2 separate regions of the Mus musculus genome follow, and region 2 is linked to region 1. Evidence: chromatin contacts called from public Hi-C data. All regions are on one chromosome and are shown on one strand. The core of a region is the stretch at or near the end of the contact, and the rest is flanking DNA. Distances in the headings are between cores, read along the strand shown. Region 1 has its middle 22 kb from the start of Lexis1. Region 2 overlaps Gm12496 (a long non-coding RNA gene).

Evidence for each region. Hi-C and Micro-C count contacts between places; a contact is called where the count stands out from the background.
Region 2: a contact with region 1 is called in a Hi-C map of bone marrow-derived macrophages, with 19 read pairs. The contact joins two enhancer-like sites. A contact is called at or near these places in 2 of 484 Hi-C or Micro-C datasets (bone marrow-derived macrophages and nephron progenitors) and 1 of 9 other capture datasets (embryonic stem cells).

The regions. Positions count from the first base shown.
Region 1 is chr4:53,194,152-53,198,194 of GRCm38.p6, reverse strand. No RefSeq gene overlaps it. Among named protein-coding and RNA genes, the nearest start is that of Lexis1, 22 kb to the left of the region's middle. Within about 2 kb of position 1,769, at least 288 of the 459 cell types and tissues checked have an H3K27ac peak or open chromatin away from gene starts, as enhancers often do. A contact at or near this core is called in bone marrow-derived macrophages, where this site is marked.
Region 2 is chr4:53,384,878-53,388,920 of GRCm38.p6, reverse strand. The region is part of intron 2 of Gm12496 (a long non-coding RNA gene); the gene reads left to right. Among named protein-coding and RNA genes, the nearest start is that of Gm12496, 17 kb to the left of the region's middle. Within about 2 kb of position 2,385, at least 76 of the 459 cell types and tissues checked have an H3K27ac peak or open chromatin away from gene starts, as enhancers often do. A contact at or near this core is called in bone marrow-derived macrophages, where this site is marked.

The DNA.
Region 1 (4,043 bases), core at 520-3,019:
CAAATTTTCCATGTTTCAAGGTAAGAAACCCTGCCTTTGGTTCACACCCAAAACCACCTCCCAGATTTCACCGGCAGCAGTTCTGTAGTGCAATAGTTTTCCTTGCCTTCCAAATGTGCAGCCAAATGATTTCTGGCTGTTCCCAAATATCAAATCCCCGAAGGAACAAGACGTTCCAGTGCAGAAGAGGTCCAAAGGAATGTGCAGTGCACTCAAAAGGCATTTTTACAGAGAGTGGTCCACAGACATTTCAGGAGAGCCAGGGACTCTGTACAGTCTGCTTTCACCAGGTGAGCGCCAGGGAGACAGGAGCATTTTGTGCCCATACCTGCAGATCAAATAACCAGCCCCCTTTCCTCTCAGACAGAACTCATGTGGGAGCTCTGGGGTGACAACTTCTTATTAGTTGATTAAAAGCTCAACAGAGATCCCCTCATAACAAATACTGCTTTTCTGCACACCCTCTTCTACGCAGCTCTGTATGCCTTGCCCCTCGATTTTGTATGATCTACACCTCTGTTTTCATCTCTCCTTCTCCTGACCCACACTGGTGCAACCTGAAGAGCAGATAGAGGATTCCTGCACTTTGTTTTTTGTTGTTGTTTGAGACGGATTCTCACTAGGAGGCCCTGGCTGGCCTGGAACTCATGATAATAGAGCAGGCTAACTTAGAACTCATAGAGATCTATTATTTGCCTGCCTTCCCAGTGCTGAGGTTAGAGACATGGGCAACAAGGCCAGGGGATTTCATCACTTATATGCCTATTTGACATTTGTGTTAGCATTGCTGATGCAAGGAATAACAGCACTACATTTGCAGAATGGGAGATTGCAAATACACAGACAGTGTGGCTCACTCTTCTCTCTGAGAAATGAAGGGCACTTTAGAGCATAACCTGGTCACTCCCTTAGCTAAAATCTAATGCTTCTCTTTCCAGAGTCCAGCACAACGTGTTTGCTCAGTCTTAAGCATGTCTCCAAGCAACATCCTCTGTATTTGCTGGAAGGAGATTCACTCACTGAAAGGCAATTGCTCACTACTTTAAGAGCGGCTGTGGTCTGGACTGGCTATTCAGAAAGGCAGTCAACATCAGGTGCAGCCTTGGTCCCCTTTAGCTCTGTCTACTTTGATATGATGGAAAAGCAGATTTGTAACTCCTACAACTTTCAGTTTGGCGGTTCTGCCACTGACTACAGTCATAGATTCTCACCCGCTCTTTTGCATAACAATTGCCACCTCAAAGAACACAGGAAAGCTATGAGAGGCCCTTTAAGAATTAAAGACATCTAATCTATGCATTTACTTATCTATCATGTATGCGCATCGCTTGCGTTCCTTCCAAACACTTTCTAAGCTTCAGGTATCCAAGCTTCTATCTGGCTGGCTCCAGCTTTGCAAGACGAGGAAGAGCAGCAGTAGCAACGCCTGTACAGCCCGTGCCTTTTGCTGCCTGGAATGACCTGAAGCTGGCAAGGAGAGACAGTTTGAATTCCAGGCAGGCTAAAAGGCCTTGGCTGAAGAGCTGAGGATTTCACAACGCCGCAGGGAAAGCCTTTCCATAAAGAGATGAAGGGATATGGAAAAAACTGCAATTCTGCAAATTGGGAACAACTAGAAGGTGGAAGTGTCCTAGAAGTCCAGATGGGGTCCTAACGTGACCGTCTGCCTTCCTCGGTTTCCGTCACAACCTGCAAACCACACTATCACAAACTGTTACTATATACAGGGCCTAAGTCCCCTTCATCCCAGCTCTAGGGGAGTCAGAGGCTGTGTTGTCTACCTTCACGCGCATGCGCGCCTTCCAGATACTTTCTAAGCAGCAGCAGCAGCAGCGCCCAGATCCGGTGATTAAAGAAAATTCCTCTCATCTTATACCTTGAAATGATCAATGCGTAATCTGAAGCGGTCTCAGAGTCTGTGGTCTGTTAAGAGTCAATGAAATGGAAGGAGAGGACGAGTCAAGACTTGCTAGGGTCTGGAACTACAACTTCCAGCAGACACCGCGCTTTGTGTTTGGCTTTCTGGTGGGCGTGTCCAAGGCCTAGGACGCTTAAAGCGGCGAGACCTCTTGGGGCCAGATCTCTGCAGAGCTAGCCAGCTGGAGTGTTCCAGCCACAGGAGGCCTGCGAGCAGAATCCTTTTAGATCTGCTGTTGTCAATGAACTAGCAGTCAGTTCATTAGAAAGGACACCGGTTAAGCATTCCAAGCCTGTTTTGAAGTTCATCAGCTCTTTCTCTAGCTCTAGCTCCACAAATCCTAAGTTGTCCATTCAACAAATAAAAAACTTAGAAAATACCATCTGTAAAACCTGTTGTGTCAACACAATTGTTTTTCTGTTACTGGTATCCATAGGCAGTACTTAGTGTCCCACTTATTAAGACTCAGCGTGACCCACAAGGAATTCTTTAAAGAGAACCAGTGGATAAAGTAAAAACTTGATTTAAAATTTTGCTTTCGTTTTCTACTTCTTCTAATGGAGTGTCTTTAAAACATAGCATGCCTTCAAAGTGCATATTTTTAAAAAATGATTTACATTGTGACATACTCTTCAAATAGAACGCTTTCAAATACTGCTTTGCTTTTTCTTACAGGAAGACAACAACAAAAATGTTCTCTGGTAGCATAGTCTAGAACATCGGTTCTCAACCTGGGGGTCACAACCCTGCCCCCACACCTACCCCCACCCACACCCCAGACCTTTTCATAGAGGTCTCATATCAGGTATCCTGCATATTTACAATACTATGCATAGCACCAGCAACATTACAGTTATGAAGTAGTAACGAAATAATTTTATGATTGAGGGTCACCACTACATGAACAACTAGATTAAAGGGTCACAACATCAGGAAGGTTGGAAACCACTGTTCTAGAAGGTGCCATTGGTTCTAACAAAGCAATGACAGTGGTTTCCTTGAGCTGGGTAGTTACTCTGATCAGATTCTTCTTGGCATCTTATTGGTTCAAGGCACTGAAAGTGAAGACGTCCCCAACTCTCTTCCCACCCCAGCTCCTAACTAACCCTGAGTTCTTATTGGCACTAATAAACAACCTCTCCCTGCTGCCAACTCTCCCTTTTTTAAATTTTGCAAACAAATAGAATGTAAGGACCTCTAAGGGAACCAATTTCGGACCTGAATGCAAAATAGTTTTAGAATTAGGTTTTCCCCTTTGCTTCTGGATTTGTCTGCTTGATGCCTCTGTGTGCATTTGTTCTGTTCAGTGTGACCTTTGTGAATAATATGAAATTGGCCAACTGTGCCCAAAATTAATACGATGTATAATTTATTATTTATTCCTTTTGTGCAGTAGCCCAGCAATAGGCACTCTGAAAAATGGAAATAACAGTTGATGTATAGTGATTTTGGAGATGACTGGAATGGCCGTTGTGCCCAGAACAAACCCTCCATACATTCTGAATCAGGAGACAGCAAGACTCATGATATTTGGAAACACTTAGACTCTCACAAAATTCTTATTTATTCTCCTTATAGTCACAGACAGAGCCAGTTTTCTGGCCATCAACATTTCTATTAAATATTCATTTTTATCCAATCCCAACCACCACAGCAAAATAAGAATGTAAGATGAAAGAGAATGTTGGTGTGGATGGGAAAGCTGCAAAGAAACTCACACCAGGTACACTCTGAGAAGAAACTCACACCAGGTGCACTCTGAGAAAAAGGCAGCTGGTGAGGGGATGGAAGCGCAACTCTTCATTTTTCCTTTATCACCAACAGTCAAAGACATACATTAACTGGCCAAGAGGCACAACTTATAGTAGAGCAAAAAATCATTAGGAATGCAGAATAAATCTTTTAAAACAACCTTTATAGAAGGTGCCATAAAGCTTTACTGAAAATCATTAAGAAAGCATTTAAACCAATTGAAGAATACATTGTTTCTGAATGAAGGGGCTACATTTTACATGGCTTTATAATTTGACATCTGCCCATGCCCTGCAACCTGTCTTAAATGGTAACAGTGGCACCTGTGTGTGTCCACATCAGGCCTATCTTGCAACACATAGATCTATGTCTT
Region 2 (4,043 bases), core at 1,136-3,635, 190 kb before region 1:
CATGGATTGGCAGGACCAACATTGTAAAAATGGCTATCTTGCCAAAAGCAATCTACAGATTCAATGCAATCCCCATTAAAATTCCAACTCAATTCTTCAACGAATTAGAAGGAGCAATTTGCAAATTCATCTGGAATAACAAAAAACCGAGGATAGCAAAAACTCTTCTCAAGGATAAAAGAACCTCTGGTGGAATCACCATGCCTGACCTAAAGCTTTACTACAGAGCAATTGTGATAAAAACTGCATGGTACTGGTATAGAGACAGACAAGTGGACCAATGGAATAGAATTGAAGACCCAGAAATGAACCCACACACCTATGGTCACTTGATCTTCGACAAGGGAGCCAAAACCATCCAGTGGAAGAAAGACAGCATTTTCAACAATTGGTGCTGGCACAACTGGTTGTTATCATGTAGAAGAATGCGAATCGATCCATACTTATCTCCTTGTACTAAGGTCAAATCTAAGTGGATCAAGGAACTTCACATAAAACCAGAGACACTGAAACTTATAGAGGAGAAAGTGGGGAAAAGCCTTGAAGATATGGGCACAGGGGAAAAATTCCTGAACAGAACAGCAATGGCTTGTGCTGTAAGATCGAGAATTGACAAATGGGACCTAATGAAACTCCAAAGTTTCTGCAAGGCAAAAGACACTGTCTATAAGACAAAAAGACCACCAACAGACTGGGAAAGGATCTTTACCTATCCTAAATCAGATAGGGGACTAATATCCAACATATATAAAGAACTCAAGAAGGTGGACCTCAGAAAATCAAATAACCCCCTTAAAAAATGGGGCTCAGAACTGAACAAAGAATTCTCACCTGAGGAATACCGAATGGCAGAGAAGCACCTGAAAAAATGTTCAACATCCTTAATCATCAGGGAAATGCAAATCAAAACAACCCTGAGATTCCACCTCACACCAGTGAGAATGGCTAAGATCAAAAATTCAGGTGACAGCAGATGCTGGCGAGGATGTGGAGAAAGAGGAACACTCCTCCATTGTTGGTGGGATTGCAGGCTTGTACAACCACTCTGGAAATCAGTCTGGCGGTTCCTCAGAAAATTGGACATAGTACTACCGGAGGATCCAGCAATACCTCTCCTGGGCATATATCCAGAAGAAGCCCCAACTGGTAAGAAGGACACATGCTCCACTATGTTCATAGCAGCCTTATTTATAATAGCCAGAAACTGGAAAGAACCCAGATGCCCCTCAACAGAGGAATGGATACAGAAAATGTGGTACATCTACACAATGGAGTACTACTCAGCTATTAAAAAGAATGAATTTATGAAATTCCTAGCCAAATGGATGGACCTGGAGAGCATCATCCTGAGTGAGGTAACACAATCACAAAGGAACTCACACAATATGTACTCACTGATAAGTGGATACTAGCCCAAAACCTAGGATACCCACGATATAAGATACAATTTCCTAAACACATGAAACTCAAGAAAAATGAAGACTGAAGTGTGGACACTATGCCCCTCCTTAGAAGTGGGAACAAAACACCCATGGAAGGAGTTACAGAAACAAAGTTTGGAGCTGAGATGAAAGGATGGACCATGTAGAGACTGCCATATCCAGGGATCCACCCCATAATCAGCATCCAAACGCTGACACCATTGCATATACTAGCAAGATTTTATCGAAAGGACCCAGATGTAGCTGTCTCTTGTGAGACTATGCCGGGGCCTAGCAAACACAGAAGTGGATGCTCACAGTCAGCTAATGGATGGATCACAGGGCTCCCAATGGAGGAGCTAGAGAAAGTACCCAAGGAGCTAAAGGGATCTGCAACCCTATAGGTGGAACAACATTATGAACTAACCAGTACCCCTGAGCTCTTGACTCTAGCTGCATATGTATCAAAAGATGGCCTAGTCGGCCATCACTGGAAAGAGAGGCCCATTGGACACGCAGACTTTGTGTGCCCCGGTACAGGGGAACGCCAGGGCCAAAGGGGGGGAGTGGGTGGGTAGGGGAGTGGGGGTGGGTGGGTAAGGGGGACTTTTGGTATAGCATTGGAAATGTAAATGAGCTAAATCCCTAATAAAAAATGGAAAAAAAAAAAAAAAAAAAAAAAAAAAAAAAAAAAAAAAAAAGAAAGAGCGTCGCCATCTTTATCTGTGTGGCCAGTCTTGGATAGAAAAGGATAGCATCTAGAGAAAAATAGCAGCTAAATTAAGGGAGAGATCAAGCCCGTCCAACTGAGAGAACATGGTGATTTGGAAGCAAAGCAGAAAGTGTTAGATTCACTTAATGAATTTTAAATGTTTGCTCTGAGCTGGCGTGTGGCCTAGACTGCGCTGTTGGCTCACGAACGCTTGGTTGCCAAATGGAAACACAGAGATAAAGGCGAGACAGAAAAAAAGTCAGGTCTGATAGGAAGGTAAGGGGTGCAGCCACAATCCACGGAGAGGAAGTAATGGGTAGCTATCAGTGAGTGACTTGGTGGCTGCCCTGGGACTCTTCCTCTTTTTATGGAGTCATGTCCCAGTTGTGGCCACCAGAGTGAATGAGTGAAGACGTATACCAGTTTTACACTAAATGTGCCTGGAGGGTTTATGGTCCATGGGAAGCCAGCTGGTGGCACAGAAGCAAGCAGGCAACGAAATGTTTCAGAGTTACCCAAAAGTAATAAGCCTTTCCCCACAAAGTTTCTAGTAGGTTATTTTTTTTTCACTGTAATATCTTCTTCACTCTCTGCCCGAATTAGCATCTACTTCCTATGGAAGATTAACAGCCATGTCCTGTAAGTGGGACTGTCACCAAGAAGGGTGGAAAGAGAATCCTCTCTTCCTTTTCTCCGAGGGACCCATTTACAAGCTGCTCTCCATGTGGCTGCTTGGCACCTTGGGTCCCAATGAGTCAGGAGAGATGCGTGGATTCTTCTGACATCCTGGAGCCAAGCATACAGTAAGCATACTCCTTCCCCAACTGGGACCTTCAGAACCACAGTCTTAAATACCAGACAGGAGAGGAGTATGGCTTCCAGACTCCTTAAACAAGTGGTCAGAAAGGTCCCCCATGATGAGGGAGCACGGACCTACCTTCAGCTGCCTCTACTCTTTAAAACAAAATATAACATGCTAGAGACTAAGAAGAGGCAGATGGGCTGCACGGGTCTCAGGCTGTATGCTGGAATAGACTGGAATAGAGCCACTAAGTCCAGTTTTGCTTAAGTGGATTGCTTTAGTTGAAGGCAGAGGAGGGGCGGCTGCCTTTGATGCTCTCAAGTTCCACGGTGTTCATTTCCTACAAGAGTACCTTAGGCAGGACAAGAAAGAGTAGCCTTGAGGGGTCCAGGACAGAGTAGAGACATTCTAGTGTCACAAGTTTTTGTTTTGCTTAATCATTATCAGGAAATAAAACTACACTGATGAATCCAACGCTCTTTCGCACTGTGTGACAATACTATTTTGTCACAGAAAATTAAATTGCCTCCTCTTCTCTCTCTCCTTCCTTCCCTTCTTCCCTTCTCCTCCCTCCCCTTCCCTCCCCTTTCCCTTCCTTTCCTCCTCTTTCCCCTTTTTTTCTTCTCATAGTGGGTTGGGTGTTGAACTCAGAACCTGGCACATGCTATCATTTAGTTGTGTTCTCTAGCAAATAAAATTTTCTCTCAGCTCACATTTCTGGAACTCTTGGGGGAGAGTTTGTAAACACAGCAAACCCCCAATTTAGCTGATCTCCTACAGTCTTCAGTAGCACTTGGACCCCGTCCTTTTGTTTTTCTTGACTGAAGTAGCTGGCACCGTTGAGTTGGCTAGCCATGCCTACGGTTCCCTGTGGAATGACAGTTTCCTGGGTCACTCCTTCCAGGCAGCCACACCCACGCATGCTCACTGAATGCAATTGTGCAAGCCCTGAACTTCTGACCTACATAGCTATTAGCTATGGGGGGGAGGGGGTGTCTTTTCAAGGCATACAGTGCAACAACAGAAAATGGGCACATTCGCGAGTCTTCCTCCTTTATTTCTCTGAAGCAACCAGAGAAAACCCATCGCTCAACTGTGGCTCTAGTGA